Linked DNA regions of Gossypium hirsutum: region 1 is linked to region 2. The links are chromatin contacts, called in public Hi-C maps. All regions are on one chromosome and are shown on one strand. The core of a region is the stretch at or near the end of the contact, and the rest is flanking DNA. Distances in the headings are between cores, read along the strand shown.

Region 1 (6,652 bases), core at 829-3,328, 320 kb before region 2:
CTTTTGACTCTAATGAAAGCATAGGTGCCTAAAGAGGTAGAAGGTTCATAGTGTGAGGACGCTTTGTTGGGTGCTTAATAAAATGAACCACGCGGATATACATGGTCACCCACTAAAGAAATCTCAACATTTACTCTTGGTGGGATATAAATATGTGCCCAATATGCTATAAGACACTTATAGGTAACTAGACTATCACTTGAGATAAAAGTTATAATTTTATTTTATTTTATTGTCATCTCTTTTACGGTTTGTTTCTTATTTAATGATTTTTCTATACAAATACATGTTAATTATTTAATTATAATATTAATCTTGAGATAATTTTTTACTTTTATATTTTAATAAAATTTCCATGAAATTTTTTTTAATAATGGTAACTAATTAATTTTACATAAAATAATTTAATGAATGTATCAAGATTAATATATAATTAAATTAAATATAAATTTAAAATATTTACTTTTAGTTGAAGTTGAATATAATTTTTTAATGAAAGAAGTCAAATATATTTCATTTTGTAGGATTTCATATGTAATTAAAATTTCGTTATTTTTTAATTAAAAGAGAAATGAATAAATCAAATAGAAAATGAATTGATGAATAATAAAAAGAGATAATTGTCTTTTTTTATTTAAGGTTTGCTTAGTAAATAGATTTTAAAGGGGTTTGTGGGATTTTTTTTCAAACTTGAGAGAGATAAGTAGATATTCTTGAAACTATAGGGATAATTTTACATTAAACTTGATAGGGGTAAGTGTCTTTTACTTAATTGTTAAGAGCAAGTGCTTATTCACGGATATATATATATAAAAGGGAGGGATGCACTTTGTAACTTTTATTATAACTAATATTTTAACAATCCAATTATTGAATTTATCAATATAATTGTATTTGTCATACTTGTAAATATTTGAATCAATCTGATATCTTTATCATATCGATCTAAAATAATGTTTATATTAATATATATTCAAAGTTTCAAAATTTTTACATAAAACAAATAATTAAATATTTAATTTACTCCAAACTTAACATATGTGATCTACATGAATGAAACATGAAATCTGATGATTGAATTGTGTTCAATAATTTTTTAGCTATCTTTTAACAAACCACTAATTCACTATTCACATCACACCATTTTGTTGTTAAATTTTCATACCGTAAGTTTGTGAGTTTTTTTTTCTTTTGGGTTTGTAAGTTTAGAGTTTTTTTTTTCTTATTTTTAAATTATTTCAAATATGTTTCTAAAAAGAAATTAATTTTTCATGATATTAAAGCAATATATTTAGCAATTTCTAAAGATTGGTTCAAGAGATTTGGAACTTTTCTTCACAAAAAGGTATACCTCAACAATTTTTTGTATATTTTAAAATTACTCTTCTTTCTTTTGTTTGTGATTGTGAAAATCAGTAGTGTGGTTGGTGATTCTCATAAGATTGTGTGCTGTTCAATTAATTCATAGGGATATTATTTAATTTTTACATATATTTTAGGGTTATTTATAATTCTTTTTTATCCAAACTTATAAAATATTTAAAAATATTTAAAAATAAAATATTAAAATCCTATATCAAATAGTACGAATTGATACGCATCAATACAAGTTGTATTAATCAAATCAAAATTTTTTATCAGAATAAAACTTAAATTATTTAGTATTAAAATAGTACAAACTACTATGCTTGGCCACTCCTTGATATTTTATCTTGGTTCCGTCCTTAATTATGACCCCTTTCACTTGTACTCTCAAATTATAATAATATAGAACATGGTGCATATTAATTTGTATATTATAATCATGTTTAAAATGTTATATTTATATAAATTTTCAAAAAAGATATTTTCTTTATATAAAATTTATGGTTTTCATATAATTTCTTTCATATTTGTATTATCTTTCTTTTTTTTTCTAAATTTATTTGTATTTATTGTGTTGGTGTAGCATTCCAAGTTAAAGGCGGGACTTGTGATTTGTGAGTCCAAAAAGCTACCAAGCTGGATGAGCTAAGGCTTGTCTTGAGGAGCCCATTAAACCATATGTACCCTCCTAGGCTACCACTCAATGTTTCCAGAAACCATTTAGCAGTGGTTGAAGCCATTCTAAACCATGGATTGGTCCAGGCCTAACTACCCACAAGAATGGTTGGTTGCTATTAGCTAGCCCATGCTATCACCTGGGTTTTAACTACAAGAAAAACGCAGTTGTGGTTGAAAAGGAAATAGTCAGTAAAGTTATAAATTTAGTCTTTATAATTTACAAGATTTAAATTTAAAGGCCTAACATGTTTTCTTTTATATATTATACGGATGGAGATAAGGATAACATGGTTTGAATTCGTGTCAAATGAGTGTTTAACAAAATTTTTAATTATCACTCTATACTAATTAAGACTATTGCATTTGTAATTATTGTTAAGTTGGTACAATTATTTATTTTTTGTGATAATATTTATAAAATTACAATTGTAAGTACTTGTGACAAATTTAAATGATTACAACTACTTTTGGGTAAACTATAAATGGCTACTATGAGATAAAATAGGATCATATTGGGAGAATGAATTTATCCCAAAGAGATTAATGATATCTTATGAGGGTAACACACTTATGACAAGGTCATTGGATGAGCACTTATTGAGTAGCTTTTGTAATGGTATGTAACTGGGGAGAGCTCAATCACGATATTATAATGGAATGAATTTATTACTAAGTAAGTTTATAATTAATAGGTGAAAAATTAAAATTTAATTATAAATTATTTGAGCCCTAATTATATATGTCCGCTAGCTTATTATGCAGCATCCTACCCGATGAAACCCTAGTGTTCAAACGATGTTTATGGAAGGAAGGCATAAATAGTAAGTTTTGAGTGTGTGTAAAGTATAAGAAGTTGAATAAGTATAAGAATTCTTTGAGCAAGCCTATAACGCCTCAGTTCTTGCTGGCACAAAGTCCTGCGTAGCCTTTGAAAAGTACAATTGGCGAATTTGTAACTGCCCAAGTGCTCTTTTTGAAGCATTATGGGGGCAGACACAATTGTATGTTCAAGATGTTAAGAGTTCCACGCTAGATAATTGTGAATTGATAGAAGAATAATGTGGTCAGGTAAATAGATACTGAAGGTATAAGCCCACGTTAGAAGTAGTATACCATTTTCCCCATGATACTGTACAATTTAAGTTATAACGTAAGTTGGTTAGGAACTAACCGAACGAGAACCATGATATTTAAAAGAGAAAGGGAAAGTACAGAATTAGTTTCCTCAGAATTTGTAGACCCTTGATAAGATAAGTCAGTGGTGATGTGACATTTATCAAGTTCCAATAAAGACTTTGGACTATTTTAATAGGTCTTCAAGTTGAAATAAAGGGAGTTCTCTTCTCTTTTAGAAATATTAAAACCTATGGCTGGAGGAAAGGAGAAGCATTTTTCTTTAAGCTAGATCCTAACCTCTAGATTCTTCTATAAATTTGTCCATGTCGAGGTGAGTTTTATGACTCTGAAAAGTAGATCTACATGAATGCCTAAAAAAGTAAGGCTTTGTTTATAGGTTATTTGTATTTAAGATGATGGAAAAGTTATCCGAATGAATTTTTATGGTGTTCTTTTGTTTTAAGAGGCAGTGGTTACTGTAACTCCTAAAAGGATCTTGGATCTAGAGCTCAACCTACTATACATTCTTGACAGGTGAATCCCTAAGTTAACTTTCACATGTAAGGTATTAATTGTGATGTTTCTATAGAAAATGGCCAGATTGTGAACGCTAAATGAGTCGTGCATGTATAGTTCATGAAGAAACTGATAGGTTAAGCATGAGACAGTTGTTCTAATGATGAAATGAAACTATATGAGTACTTTTGGAATGCATGAGATGATATGAAATGAAATGTATGTTAACTTATGTATGGAATCAAAGCATGAAATAATTGTTAAGTGAGTTTTTGTCTGTCTCAACGGAGTCATCTAAAAGAGTCTGTTGAGACTTTAAACACGATTCTTTGAAAGGAAAAGTCCATGGAACAATACTGTGTAAGACCATAGCTGGTGGGCTATGGCGTCATATGGAAAGACCATATTGTATAAGACCATAACTGGTAGGTTATGGCATCATATGGAAAGAACTAAATGAAGGTTATCACCTAATGGAGTTCTCTACGTGATCCAAGACAATTAGGGGCAAACCTCACATAATGTGAGTCTAAGCGAATCCCTATCGTGAACACAACATAAAATGGAAGCGTTTGTAGCAATCTATGAAATGGAAACCTTTGTAACGATCTATGGAAAGGAACGCCTTCATGGCGCCTTTTAAAGGAAGGCCCTTATGGAAATCATCTAAAGGAAACGCTTTTGTCACAGACCTTGAAAGAGAGAAATGACAAGTATGACAAACCCTGAAAGAATGATATGTAAGGCTAACTCTAAAAAATGGTAAGTATGAAAAACTTTGAACAAATAGTACGTATGGCAAATCTGAAGGAATAGTACATATGATGAACTTTGAAGGAATAGTACGTATAGCGAACTCTGAAGAAACAGTTCCGTAGGAAATGTTGTGGTATATCCTGCATAGTCTTAAGATATGTCCAGAGAAGATAGAACATGCTAGGGAATGTAGTGAATTCATAGTATGACCAAGTAGACTAGAAGAATAACTCGATCAACAGTGTTTTATAGGTATGGGTTCTAGAATGGGAACAATTAAGGAAATCATGAAAAGGCTGGGTGAAAAACATAAGGTTTTGAAGATGCTAAGGGTTAGGAGTAGTCATAAAGCAAGGTATGACGTCTATTGTATGAAGAAGAAAGATACTCGCCAAAGTCAAGTTAAAGAATGAGGAACAATGAGATGATAATGAAATTACCAAATGAATTGTAATGAGATGATACAGGTAAATGGAGTTCATTTCACTAAGTTCTCATGAACTTACCTTAGTGTTTTATGTCACAAGTAAGTTGATTAAGGCCTGTGCCAGAAGGGACGATGCTAGGGCTACACCAAAAGAATGGTGAAGTGGGCTATTATGCATGCAAAGTAGGTTTGGGCAGGCATGGTCGAGTCTGTTGTAATAAATAGAAATAATGTAATCATGTTCAGAGATTTGTCCACAAGTCCTAACAACTGCAACCCTTCATATAATGATTGTAGTTGTTTGTTGTATACTCATTTGTAATTTTTATTTTAAAACCATATCCACTAGGTTGTAAATGTTGAAGATATGTATGAATAGTTGAGTGTAAGTCTGTAATAGAGATGTAACACATAAGATCCAAATCTGATTTAGCTAGTTCTCAAATCACGATGATAAATAAGCCATGTATGCATAATGTGCCGGACCTAGTAGAGTTCCTTAGGTATGTTAAAAATTTTCTTATTTGTAAGATTGATGAGTTAATAATGGCTTAATGAAGAGTATTGAAGAAGAACGAAAAGATAAGAGAAGGGTAAAGGATCACTTAATTAAAAAAAAGATATGTTATACAAGGTGAAAGAAAATAAAAGAAAAGATGGGGTAAAAAATAAAGAAACTAGCCCTCTCCCTTTGAGTGATGCCTAATAGCCTTGGCAAGGACCTCTTCTGTTGGCTCCACTTTCCTTAGAATTTGCTCTAAGTCATCGAGCTTCTCAAGATTCTCATCACCCTCTATTTCAAGAGAGTTAGGAATGAAGAAACCATCAATTTGTTTCCATTTTGAATAGAAATATTCCTACTCATTTCCTTTGTGGTTGTAAACATCAAAGTCCATTGAATCTATAGAAATATTGAGTTATTGGTAGGATTTTTTTTATTATTATCTTATACAACAACCAATAACAACCAATGTTGATATCTCCTGTATATGAATGTGTCGTCAATTTGTACAAGTGGCTTATAATATTGGAATGTTGTTATGCATTGCTTGAAAGTCTAAAGAAAATGATGGAAAGCTCTTTTTCCATGGACCAAGTGATCACAGTAATACACAAGCTCTGTTTGCATATTGGTTACAAAACCTAGTACGTACCATTCCAGTACCTGACACCATTGCCACAAATTATTCTATGATTTCTCCCACCCGCTATCATCTTCTCCAACGCCTTTAATTTTTCCAATCATGCTTTATGATACGAAACAGTATGATCACACTCGCTACGAATGTGTGCAATCGAAATTAAGACCAGAATCGTAGGACTCGCTCTCACCATAGGTAATATAAAGTAAGATATCATGTCTAGATCCAATTCTGGATAATCGTTCGACATGCCTGCAAAAACACAAGAATCTCATCATACGTAATACAATGTCGAATAAAGGTCAGAATAGAGTTGAGGCTGTTAATCATAACACATACCTGCAACAACACATGTGTGTGAGCAATATATTTTCTTATCGCCCAGAACTCCAACTTCTTCCTCACAGGTACTATAATTTTCAATAGACATATTGTTCCATGCATTACATGCTTCGCTTTATATTTCTTGTAACGCCCCAAAATTCTTATTTTTGTTATTGTGAAAATGTGACACAATTGTGTATCGGCATTTATGGTTAAGTGCTCTGGGTGAGTCTAGGAGGTATTGAGTTCAAGCCCTAACTTTGGCAAATTCTAGTGTTTTCTGACTTAACCCCTATTTCTGACTAGTAGACTTTTAATTAAAAGTTTG
Region 2 (7,317 bases), core at 1,548-4,047:
ACTGACTTGGTTCGTAAACCCTGATTCTACTAACCCCATTTTTGATATGTGAGAATATCTTTGGAAAGAATCGTGAAAGATCGTTTAATCGATCATAAGATTAGTATTGGATAGAAATTCTATAAAGATTTGAGATCAAACATCAGAATTGAGACGTACTTACCGCTTCTTGGCAAAGATGAGGAATGTTTCTAATGACAATTACGAATTGAGTTGAAAAACAACTTGAATTGGGAATAAATTTTAATTCAGGAAACAGAAATAATTTCAGCAATGGTAAGAAAATTTTTTATGCAAAGAAGAGAATGAAAAAGATGGGAAGAAATGGGGAAAGAAAATAGAACTTTGATCGGGGTTTAAAAGAAAGAAAAATCCTTATCTAATTGGGAAAATTGGACTAAATAGCTAGGGTTTTCAAATCTTAAAAGGTTGCATGGTAATTTCCCCTAGTCTACCGAAAATAAAATGAAAAAGACTTGGGTGGCTCAAACCTGGTTATGTAAGGGGCAAAAAAAGCGTATTACTATTAGGCTAACGTTTATTTCTTGTTTAATTTTTACTCCAAATAATATTTGATTTGGTGTGTTTTTGTCCTAATTTGTTGAAATTAAAAAGAAAAGAAATGAGAGAAGAGTGGCTTAAACCTAGGGTCTCTAAATAATGCACTAACTACTTAACCATCAAGCCTATTCAATTTCTTGATTATTTATTTCAATTAACCCTCTATATTTTGAGGCATGACACTTGTAGTGTTAGTGTCACTTAGAGGTGCTCATGGGCAGGGCTGGGTTCGGGCCGGGGCCAGAAAAAATTTCGGCCCGCATCCTAGGCCCCGGGCCCGGCCCGGCCCGAAATATGGGCCTGATATTTTATCCAGGCCCAGCCCGGGAAAAAATTCCTAAGCCCAAGCCCGGCCCATTTTTTAATAAAACACTAAAAATTTATTTTAAAAATAAAAAAAATTTAAAAAAAAAGTATTTTAAAAATATTTTAAAATTAAAAAAATAAAAAATATATATATAATTATTATATTCGGGCAGGGCCCGGGCCAAAAAAGTGGTGCCCGAGGCTCAGCCCGTTTTTTAAACGGGCCTCATTTTTTTGCCCAAGCCCATATTTCAGGCCTATATTTTTACCCAAACCCTCCCATATTTCGGGCGGGCCGTCGGGTCGGGCCGGGCCACCCGGCCCATGAGCACCTCTAGTGTCACTTGGCTCGTAATCCATGCAATTAGAAACTTTATATATAGTATAGATAGACATAGATTTAAAATTTTGTGTTTTGTCTGTTTCTTTAATTGAGTTTATCACACTTAACTTGTAACCCAATCAAAAGCTTCTTCTTTTTTTAATGTGTACACAATCAAAAGCTTTAATTAACTAAAAATTAGGACATTTGTTTTTATATTTCAATATTGTAAAAATGTTAATGGAGTACTAAAATAGGAATTCGTAAAAGTAATTTCTCATAATATTTTTTTTAAGTATAAGAGTAATTATCTTATATAAATTTTGAGAGTTCTAGAGGAGTGGTTTTTGATTTTTTTTCTTCTTTTGCAAACTTGAATGTATATACGAATGTCATAGTTAGTTCTTATCCCTTCCTAACCATGGGAGTTCCCTTTTAAATGAAGGGCCTCCTCTAACCAAAGGCTTTCTAGTCTGCGAGCGAGGGATCCCCTGGTGTACTAACGTAGGGCCCCCTTATGTGTAGGGGAGTAGCCCCTTTGGTGTGCTAGCAAATGGCTCCCCTAGTGTGCTAGTGAAGGGACCCTTAGTATGCAAACGAGTAACCCTTAGGTGTTGGAAAAAGGCTTCCTATTAGCCCCATGTTAACCCTCTCTTAGGAGTATAAGTAGTACTTTTTTTGATGTATTTGAAGGAAATATTTGCATTGCCCCCTTAAGTTAAAAACTTCAAGAAACCCAAATTAGACAACAACTTCAAGAGACCCCACACTACTAAAAGCTTCAAGAGATATATAAATGAAGAAAGATAAAAAGCTTGAGGGAATTAAGCCATGGATTCTTACTCATGGAAGAGACATGATCTTTTGCTTAGTTCCCACATATGACACCAACTATTATTACACAAAATTTGAGAGCATTTGCAATGGTTGTTCATACTCCATTTGGTGCGAAAAGCCACTTAAGTTAGTGATTTTGAAGGGTCCCATGAGCTTGGAGAGATTAGGAATGCTTTGGCATATATCTTGGAACCTCTCTTCTTTTTCTTTTTCTTTTTTTTTTATGATAAAGAGAACTTTTATAGAGGAAGAGTTTTGATGTGGTTCCCACTGAAATGATATCCTAATATATAAGGTGGTTATATGGGCATCAGAGTTTCATTAGAATGTGAGTCACCCCATCATTCTAATGAAGCACTCATACTCGTAGTCACCAGATATCATTTCATTGGGACCCATACCAAAATTCCTCTATAAAATCTATCTCCATCACAAGAGTGACAATACTTTATCCAATCTCTCTCAAAAATGTCTTCAAATGAGACCCTCAAAAGCCACCAACTCCAATGGCTCTCCGCACTACACATGATGTGAACCATAGTAACAAATTATTCCCAATTATTGTGTTATTATATAATACTTTTTTATAGAATTTTTAAACTATACATAATCTCTAAAACCTTAAAATAAAATGTTATTATGCAATTCATCATACTTAAACTTACAACCTACAAATTACTATAACAACACAACTATATTTTTAAACACACAATATTTACATACACAAATTGAGGGGATACTGTTAAGTGTTAACAATGAATTCCTATATAAACCTATCAATCTTAGAAGTTGTTGCAATCCTAGATTCAAAACGGAAACTCTTCATTAATATTCTATATCATGAGAAATTCCAAGTTCGTGGCTGGTCATTCTGCTCTTGTTTTATTTGCTTTGGCTTTCCTTGTATTGGTTGTAGAAGGTAAGTCGACCAATTAATCATTTCCATTATTGATTTAAAATTTCAGCGCATTTCATAATGTATTGGAGAAAAGTTGTAATTTAATTTTTGAAAGTGTTTAAGTATTAAATAGTTTTTTATTTAATATAAAATTCGAAAATCATGGTTTGTTGAATGGAGTTAATAAGTACATAGGATAAAATATATTTAGATAGTTTTATTTAAATTTATATGTTTGAACTAAGAAAGGAAATTATTTTTTTTAAAGTTTTATCCAAAATTATTTTGAATATATTATTATGATATAAAAGTAAATTTATAAACTAAATATTTCTTTTAAGGAATAAACTAAATGTTTTTAATATTTAATACTTAATACTTAATTTTATTAAACATAGTATTTTTTAAAATTTTGATATACTATCAGTAGAGTTTTTAACTTCAGAACCAGAGTCAATAAATTGATAAGTCTCCTGTAAGAATATAGTAAAATATTTATATATATAAGAGACTTGTGATAATTTTATAAAAAAAAATATGCTGTGAATATATCAAATATTAAATACTATATTTATTTTATTTTATTTTATTTTGTGTAAAAACAGGTAAGAGATTGCTTAATGCGAACATTAACCTTGGACCATGTCTGTTGCACTTTGAATGTAGCCCTCAAGTTAACTGTTGGTGCTGCATGGGCGACCCCAGAAAGCAATGTTGGTTGTATAAATCCGATTGCCTGGCCTATTGCTAATGAATCTGGGAGAAAAGAAAAGTCCAAATTTATAAGTCAAGTGATTCACGTTCTTCTAAAGATATCATTCTAAATCTAAGTACTTCATAAGAAATTAATTCAACTCCATGATTCTAAGTTTGAATATAGTTGGCATTGTTGAAAATGTAAATTCTAGTTAAGGAGACTTTTTGTGTGAATTTTAGGTACATGCATCAAGTCATTTAACATAAACGAAGACAAGTTGATTGAGTTATAGCTTAGTAATTAAAAGAACATAGATTCAATGGCATTTAAATGCACATTTTTTCAATCTAAGATTTTTAAAAGAATTTTACTAGTGAAATACAAGTATTTTTATTTGAAATATAGCAAATGGAAATACTATTTTAATAATAAAATTTTATTTAATATTGTTAGAATAATAAAAATAAGGTATTCATTCATAGGGGTTGAACCCAAACCATCCCATGAATACATGAGCCGTCAATTAAAGTATAAAAACTGGAGCCAGGTAGACCCATCAATAATCCAAAAGTGAAAGACTAATCATGTGAACGTAGCTGGAAAAATTAAAAAGGCAAGGAAGCGCGTGAAACGCAGCGCTTATAAATGGCGCGTCCCAAGAAAGTTAGAGCTATAAGTAGTTGACGGTTTAGTCAAAGTATTTCTTTCCCTCGTCGTCTCCGTTGCTTCTAAACTACGGCAAGGAAAACTCATCGGAACTTTTCTCCTTTTAACTAATTTCCACTTTCCAAAAGAAAAACCAAATCTCTTTTTTGTTAAACTCTTAGTTCGATCTCTTACTTTCAATGGATGAATCGTCGTATTGGAATCTTCCTTCTAGTCATTTACTCGGCTCAGTCCCCGTAAGCTTCTTAATTTTCTTTCTTTTGAATTAATTTATCAAGATCGGCATTCTTATGTAAATTAGTTTAGAATGTTATTTGAACATTGTTATTCGAATCCTAGGCTGTTGTTAATGAAGAAAGTGAAGCCTCGTATGGCAGAAGAGGAGGTGGTGTCCGAGGTTATCAAACTCTTGGACCTCCGACCGGTATATATTATTTTTTATTTCTTTTAATTAATTTTCTTGCCCTATAAGAAAAAGAAAATTAGTTAAATGTATCAATCTTTCATTTTTGGTACTCTGAAACGTGATTTTTCCTCCTTTTTAAAAAAAAATCCTTATATATCTTTTATTTGATTTCCTTGCCCTATAAGAAATAACTTAAATTTATCTCTGATTTTTTTTCCATATTTGAAATAACTAATGTCTTAAGAGAGTTGTTTAGTTTTATTATTTCCCAAATGGAAAATAACTGGGGAGAGGAACTTTCAATAATCATGATATCTAGAGTTGAGACATGGAAGATTTGGCGTTGAATTGAGTGGTTTTCTTATTTAAAGTTAGGGTAATTTAGTGAGGAAGAATGAAACTTCCGATGCCGTTTATGTTTGAAAGAATAGACTATAGCGCTAACTGTTATGTTTGTATTTGCATTCTGGAGTAGTTACCTGTTATTTTCGTAATCACAAATTTCTTTACATAGAAGGGAGGTGCCCAATTAAAATCCTTTATTTGATGCATATATCCTTTTCGTGGTTCTGTTAATATTTTTTAACTTTCCTGGAGTATTTCTTTTTTTATTTTATTTTTTTGTGTATGACTCTTCAAACTAAGGAATTTAGAGTGTAGACTACTGATTTTGCTTCCATGTTCTAAAATTCAAAGGCTATAGCAGCTAAAGTACTGCCTTACTGGTGTTATAGTTAGATGCCACTCACTGATGGTAATATGTAACGCTTTTTTTTAGTGCTACTGAGGCACCTTAGAGTTTAACGATCCCTTTGTCTATCATATGCAGAAGGATTTGAACAACAATCACAAAACAACTGGAAGGGAGTGTTTAGTATCTCATCATACACACAGTATTTTGATGTAGATACAGATGTTGTCGTAAACAGATTGATAAGTTCCTTTTATCCTGCCGGTGGAGACTTTTTCAACAAGATTGGCGCTAACCCTGATCTGTGAGTCTGCCGCTCTTTTCCCCTTACTCTTTTATGTGGATGTAAAAACTGCTTTTGAAGCCTAATCTTGGGATGAAAAGTGATCCTCTGGAAGAGAAGATTAAGTGTGAAGGAGTATTAGAAGTATAGGAAATCATATGAGTATTATCTGTAGTCGATATAAATTGGGATGAAAAGTAGGATTGAAAGCAATAAAAGCATCCATTGGCCTAGGCATTCTTTCATTTCCAATAAACTCACTAATCTTGTTCCTAAATTTAGTAAATTAGAAAGTTTAGTTAGTTGGCTCTTCATTTCGACATGAATTGTACCTAGTAGGGAAAACTGTGAGAAGCACTAAAAGAAAGATAATAATGACAAGTGCACGCCATGTGGCTGTTATCAAAATGTAATAATGACAGCAGCAATAAAGAAGTTATCAGCACACATCAATGCATGTTTATTGCATCATTACCTATAATACTCTTATTTGCATGTATGGTCATCTTTGCAAGTAGATCGATGGAAAGAAGTCATGTATTAAGAAAAGAAAAAACAGGAGACAACTAGAAAAGAGATAGAATCCTTCCATCTGATTGGTTTTATGGAAGTTGAAGTACACTAGGATCTTATAATTAGTTTGTATTTGTAGCTTTTTATTTGTCTCAATCCAGAGACTCTTCTGTTTGAAAAAGAGGTCATGGATGACCTGCCTTAAATCAAAGGATCTTTTCTGGTAAACTGATCAGTGTAATTTTTATGTATAAAGCCAGGATAAAACTCATAAATCCTTATTTCATGGCTTTCTGTATAATCCATACTTTTGTCTCCTTGAGAAAATCGAATTCCTTGCAACTATGATGTGGTGAATCATACATCTGATGGTGTAAAAACCTTGACCATAGCTGTAACAATCTGCAGTAGTAATGTTCATGATTATCCGTTAAATTAATTTGTTGGTCTTGATTTCTGCCATTTGTTAGGTATGGGCTTATCTGGATCACAACTACATTGGTCTTTATGCTTGCGGCCTTTGGAAACTGTGCCACATACCTTATTCAAAAGCGCACTGATCGAACTACTACTTGGAGCTTTGATGTTGGCTATGTAAATGCAGCAGCTTGTGGAATCTATGGTTATTCACTCGTGGTGCCAGTGGCATTTTACTTCTTGCTTCGATATCTGGGTTCAAATGCTAGCCTTATACGATTTTGGTGCATGTGGGGTTATTCACTTTCCATTTTCATTCCAACTGCAGTAAGATTTTCTCTTTAAAGGAAGAAAATGATCCTGGTTTTAAATTTTATTCAAGTCAAAGAATTTCAATTTTTTAGTTATTCATTGTTTATTTGCAATCAGCTGAGTTGTAGTATATGGCATATTTGCAGTTTCTACTGCTTATTCCAGTTGAGATTCTCCGATGGATCATCATACTTGTTGCCGGTACGGCCTCATCATGCTTTGTTACCTTGAATTTAACATCCTATATTGGTGGCAGTAATGATCTTAGAATGATGATGATTGCTGCGTTCTTGCTGCAAATGGCCCTTGCAATCTTTATCAAGGTTTGGTTCTTTCCATAAACCTTACAAAGTCATCCTATGCGGGCTATCTGAGCACCTAAAATCCAAACTCCACTGTGTTTTACTC

The links. A called contact is a pair of places that touch in the nucleus more often than the background predicts.
Region 1: a Hi-C map of leaf shows a contact between it and region 2, with 2.4 times the contacts expected there. The contact joins the enhancer-like site here to the promoter of LOC107955140 in region 2. A contact is called at or near these places in 8 of 34 Hi-C or Micro-C datasets (anther, callus, hypocotyl and 1 more).

What each region holds. Positions count from the first base shown.
Region 1 is chrD04:12,409,882-12,416,533 of Gossypium_hirsutum_v2.1, reverse strand. No RefSeq gene overlaps it. Among protein-coding and RNA genes, the nearest start is that of LOC107955147, 26 kb to the right of the region's middle. Within about 2 kb of position 2,078, at least 2 of the 9 cell types and tissues checked have an H3K27ac peak or open chromatin away from gene starts, as enhancers often do. A contact at or near this core is called in leaf, where this site is marked.
Region 2 is chrD04:12,092,367-12,099,683 of Gossypium_hirsutum_v2.1, reverse strand. LOC107955140 (protein YIPF1 homolog) reads left to right here and starts at 2,797. Exons shown (of 6, transcript XM_041091995.1): 1 at 2,797-2,945; 2 at 3,530-4,523; 3 at 4,627-4,711; 4 at 5,523-5,688; 5 at 6,651-6,924; 6 at 7,056-7,317. The coding sequence starts at 4,467. The coding sequence ends at 7,250.